Regions from separate parts of the Zea mays genome. Here region 2 is linked to region 1. The links are chromatin contacts, called in public Hi-C maps. All regions are on one chromosome and are shown on one strand. The core of a region is the stretch at or near the end of the contact, and the rest is flanking DNA. Distances in the headings are between cores, read along the strand shown.

Region 1 (2,856 bases), core at 322-2,821:
TTGACATGAGTCTCTACAAAAAGACTTTACTTTGGTTTTCTATCGAAAGAATTGGGACACTATGTCCCTAGTGCATGTTCTTCTAGATGGTGCTTGGAAACGTGGGCAAGCTTTAGACATGAATTTCTTGAAGCCAGGCTTTTCACCAAAAGCAAAAGGCAGCTTATCTTCAATAATCATCTCAGCGAAGGCCTCCCTAAGCGCATCTTGATCAAACCTCCAAGTAGAAACACCTTCCCCTTGTATTGCTTGTAAATATCCTTGCTTTCCATCTTTTTCAAACTTGTTAGGATTGTGCTTGCAACTTTGAAGGTGTCTCTTCAAGGCAGATGTACTATGTCCCTTGGAGTCCGATTTCATGTTGCGATGGCAATACTTGCATTTTGCAGCTATCATAATGCCTTTATCATCTTTGATCTTGGTGAAATGGTTCCACACATCTGATCTTGGTGCCATCTTCTTCCTTTCATGTTGTGCACAATTCTTGTCAAGGTCAACCACCTCTTGATCAGTAGCCCCTTGTGATTGTGATGGTTGTGTTTGTGTCTCATCATTTTCTAGAGTGCCAGTGCCCACTGATTCCATGCCCTTGTCCAATATGTCTTCAGGTTCAGGCATCTACTCCCTCCGTCTCAGGATATAAGGCGTAACCACTTTTTATTCTTGTCCCACAATATAAGGCGTGCTCTCTCTATGCATACGTATATCGATGCAGTGATATAGAGACAATTAAATGCATTTCTTGGTCTTTGAACCAGAGGTGGTTACGCCTTATATACTGGGACGAAGGGAGTATTAAAAAGGAAACACATAGTAAGAAATCTGCTAGAACAAAGGTAGGAAAATTATTATTAAAGAAATAATAATCTTCATTGTTGGATACTGCACATATTCATTGTGCCCGAGCTGTTTTTTATCTGTTGTCATACTCAGTAGGAAAATTAGATACTAAATGACAAGCAAAGGTAGTGCTAATTGCGCTAGTTCTATGTTTGTTGTGTTACTGCACATATGCTTGTTGCGTGACCAAGACTTGTTTCTACTAATCAAATCTGCTAGAACAAAAAATAAGCACTGAGCACTTAGCACATATGTTGCAAGATTCCTCTGATGTTGGTGCCGTTCTTCAATGTTGGCTTCAAATAATTGGTGGTGCAGGCGAGCACAGGTCGCGGGCGGCCGGGCGTGCAGTCGTGCACCGTGCTCCGCGGCTCACGGCCTGGGCGCCTCCACGGCTGGGATGTGGTCGGCACTCGACAGTGGCAGCCTGGCAGGACAACGCGGAGCAGTGGGGAACTGGTGATGGATGGCGGGCTGGCGGCTACTGCCTGCTGCTAGCCTGCTAGGCGCTCGGTGCGGTTCGACGGGCGACGGTCGATGGCAACTCGGCACGCTCGGGCGCTCGGCTGCTAGGTTAGACGGCAGGCGGCAGCGGCTGCTGGGATGTGGACGACGGCGGCTGCTAGGTTACGGCAGCGGCTGCTGGGAGCCTAGGATGTGGACACGCGGCTGCTGGCCTGCTGCTATGGTGCTACCAGCCTGGGATGTTGCCATGTTGGATGGAGAATTGGAGATGGAGCAGCCGCAGCCCACCAGACCTAATGGGCATGTACGCGTCGGTAGGCCTAGTGTTTTATTCGGGTACCGGTTAACTATTCGGGTACCGGTTAATTGAACCCGAAATTTGCTATAAAATTTTGGGTACCGGGAGGTTATACCCAAATTAGATTTCGGGTTTTTAGGGTTCGGGCTTATCGGGTTCGGGTTTTTCGGGTTCGGGATTCGGGTATCGGGTTTTATGCCCAGGCCTAGCTCCACGGTGGCCCGGTCGGGTGTACAGCAACTCGGCCTAGCGTGGGTGAGGATGCTGTTTGGAGACAGGCCACAACACTATGAGAAGGCACGACCCGTTCACCTCTCGACAAGTGCGTCAAGCTCCTCCTCCTGCTGTCAGAGGACAGCCTTGCAGGCGAGGATGTGTGCTTGACACTGGCGCTGGTATTCTTCTTCTTGGTTGGGGGATTCCAAGTCTCTCCCTCCATTGTAGCCTCATGGTGGCATGGCCACGAAGCAGGCTCTTTTTTGTGCCTCGTCGGAGTCCAAGCTAGGGTCCGTCGAGGCACTGCTTTAGTCGCCCTTGAGGAGGTCGAGGATGGATGCAGGTTGGCGACTGACGATGGGCATAATGGCTGATGGTGGGATTGCTTCCGTCTGCCGCTTAGCGGCAGCGGCAATGCGTTGAGGCGCCGCTGCTTGAGGGCGGCGGCGCACCTTTTGATGCGTCATTTTTATGCCTTGGTCCGGGTGGAATGATTAGGCCCCGGGCATATGGCATTGGCCACATTGTGGCTAACGAGGCGGAGTTCACTGGTCTCTTGGGCGAGAAAGTCGAGGGAGCCGAAGTTGATCTGGTTCCCGGGAGCGAAAGTCTTGCCCCCGGCAAACGCTAAATAGCTGGCCATCAGAGTGAAAAAAGTCGCTTTGGCACGCTTGCAGCCCCTATCTGGCATGTCAACTGTCGTGGTTTCAGAAACCGGTGACATTAGATTTGTGTTCGGTGGGGGATGCAAGTGCGAACTTACTCTAAATGGTGGATCACGAGGATCCGAGCTAGGAACTAAGACACAAGGTTTTACTGGTTAAGGCCGAGGCCCTAGTCCACTATAGTGCTAATAGTTGTATTGCCCAGGAGCATGTAACAACCAATGTGCTTATGTGTAGAAGGGAGATTGTTCCACCCTTTTCTATCTCAAGGGTGGACTTTACAGTTGGGACTTATATTCAACTAGGGAGTCCTCGGCTTGTTGCCCCTGGGTCGCTCTAGCCCTCTTGGTGTCGTCTGCGAGGTGTGCGCTA
Region 2 (2,700 bases), core at 173-2,672, 210 kb after region 1:
AGTTCACCAAAAAATACTAGTGTAAAAAAAATGGAGAATTTTTTGAGTTTTGAAAATACTGACCGCTAGCCTCTCGGCCCGACGATGTACGCCGGCGCCCGGCGGCGAGGTTCTAAACTCGTGAATTTTTGCGCATGTAGACTCGCAAAAACACTCTAGAACACGGATTAATCTTTTTGGTGCTGCGCGCTCAACTGCAGCGTTTTCTTCTCTCTACTATTCTGAAGAACGAGAACACGAAAAACAATTACAGGTACTGCTCGCTCGACGTGTGTGTGTTCATGACGCATCCATCCCCACGTCCACGCGAAACGGCTGGCTAAATGTGCGAGCTAATCACGCACCCACTACTCCTAGATGGAGACTGCATTCTGCATATGCATTTCTCGAGATAAGAAGTGATAGGAGAGTAAAATATTTTGTTTTTCATAATCTGTTCAGGTAGAGTTTTCTGAAAATCACATTTGTTATTTTTCCATTATATCCCTTACTGATCTAGCAAATTGCCGTGTAATATAAGAGTAAAGTGCCCCCCCCCCCCCCCCCCCCCAAAAAAAATATTTTTGATATTTGCACCCCCGTCCCCCAACCCAAACTGAAGTTTTGGCTTTCAGCTTCAAAACGAGTAATGTGAGCAAGGATGAACAATGTTGAGTCAATGAGTCACATACTTATCATCAGTTGTTTTCAACTCAGTCCACGCTACAAAAATTCAAAGTAAGAAAAGAACACAAGGTTACCAGAAAAATGGTCCTGCCTTAGCATTGTGGCGCAGTTTTCTGAGCGTTCACCTAGCGCAAGAAACATAACTTCATATGGGAACAGTGAGCTCTACCAATAACAGGAATTCGATACAAACTTTTACTCCCCACATTCTAAATTATAAGTCATTGCAGCTTTCTAAGAGAGTCAAAACATCTTAAGTTTGGACAAAACTATAGAGAGAATTTCAATACCCTATAACATCAAAATAGACATATTATAAACGATAATTAACGAAGAATCTAATGCTACTTATTTGGTATCTTAGATATCATTATTCAATTATATAATTTTGTTAAATTTGATTTGCTTTGACTCACATTGTTTTTATTATATAAATCTGGTACCGTAATTCATGAAAGCAATCTGTCGAACACGCTGTGGGCGGCACGTCGCACTCCTCTGGCCACCACACGAGCAGGGGTTGCTCAGGACGCGCGCCCTCGTGGCCGACGTCGCTGCGTCTCAATCTCATCCGTCGATGTCGTCCCCTCGGTCGCACCCAGTCCATCCACGTCGGCCTCCGCGGCGTGCCCGGCCATGGCCAACTCCGGTCACTCACGTCACGCGGGGCGAGCGGCGGGCGCGGGCAGCCAGGCCGGCACAGGGGCGCGCCAGCACGTGAAAATCCAGGACCGCCGGCTTGCGGTGGGTTGTGTACCGTGGCACTGGGCCGTCTTCTTAATGAGCCTGTATTCCGGCCCAAGTCTGGTTCCTGATTTGATCCGCGTGTTGCTGATTGAATTCACATTTCTGGCACAGCTCCAACGGTAGCGCTACTCAATCATCTGCTGAAAAAAAAACACAATGCACGAGTAAAGCCTGATGAACACTAGTTACATGACGTCTAATCGTATTGGTGCTGAAATCCTTTCGTCTGATCTACTCGCAGGTTCAGTCCGACTCTTTAAGCGTCCGTTCGGCAAACCTAGATCAAAGCCAGGCCAGAAAGCCTAGGATCGAGTGGAACACTCATTCTTGGTCAGGAATCGATCTACCTGAGAGGACATTTGGATTTGTTCTAGGTGGAGAAGTGAGAATGGGGAGTCAAAATCAGATGGATTTGTTCTTAATCTGGATCAAAACGAACAACTAGATCCGGGTCAAAATCAGATGAATTTGTTCAACCTAGAAGGAGGCTGGAAACATGCCAATCCGGCAGATGCGAACGCACCCTAAATCAGTTTTCTTACCTGGTGGAACAGACATGAGAGAGACGCATGGCATGTACCGGGGTCATCCTGTAATCGTTGGTGTGCCTGGATCCACTGTCTGCTCGCCACATCAAAACCTGTCATCTTGATTCATGGATGTCTCGAGCCCTGGTTCTCATGCAAAAAGGTATTGAGGTAGGGAGACCCTATCTCTTCCTACCTCTTCCTCCTTGTCGCTGACACCCTTCAAGCAATCCTCGGACATAATGGTGCAGTCCTCCAACCCTTGATCGCTAGACAAACCGGGCATGTCATCCGTTATGCAGATGACACGCTAATTGTTATAAAAGCATCAATCCATGGAGGAGGTCAGCCAGGACCTACAAAGGAACACACATACTTGCACACGGACGACGAGACTAGAAGACCCGGACGTAGGAACCAAGGTGCGAGCCACCGCGATGTCCAAGGCTTAGCATAGAACTCTAGTCTCGTAGTCTTTAGGTCTAGCCACACATAAGAGACTTGGAAGATCCTCCATCTCTCACCCGCTTGTAACCCCTAAAGCAACAAGGTGTTCATAGCGTGAGCTGTCGAAGACTGGATGTAGGGACATTCTACCAGAACTAGTATAAATCTTGCGCCCACCAAGCACACCATCCAGACCACAGAACGTGCGCACACAAATTTACTTGTCGGAGCTGGCTCTTAACACCGACATCTAGTGAGTTGAGACTCATTCATATTAGCTCTAGGCATCCAAGTGCGAAAAGAATCACTTAAT

What was found. A called contact is a pair of places that touch in the nucleus more often than the background predicts.
Region 2: a Hi-C map of ear shows a contact between it and region 1, with 3 times the contacts expected there. The contact joins the enhancer-like site here to the promoter of LOC109943429 in region 1. A contact is called at or near these places in 6 of 25 Hi-C or Micro-C datasets (ear, leaf and tassel).

The regions. Positions count from the first base shown.
Region 1 is chr1:73,778,360-73,781,215 of Zm-B73-REFERENCE-NAM-5.0, forward strand. LOC109943429 (zinc finger BED domain-containing protein DAYSLEEPER-like) reads right to left here and starts at 1,572. Exons shown (of 2, transcript XM_023301290.1): 1 at 1-1,572.
Region 2 is chr1:73,989,614-73,992,313 of Zm-B73-REFERENCE-NAM-5.0, forward strand. No RefSeq gene overlaps it. Among protein-coding and RNA genes, the nearest start is that of LOC103636404, 34 kb to the right of the region's middle. Within about 2 kb of position 1,423, at least 18 of the 20 cell types and tissues checked have an H3K27ac peak or open chromatin away from gene starts, as enhancers often do. A contact at or near this core is called in ear, leaf and tassel, where this site is marked.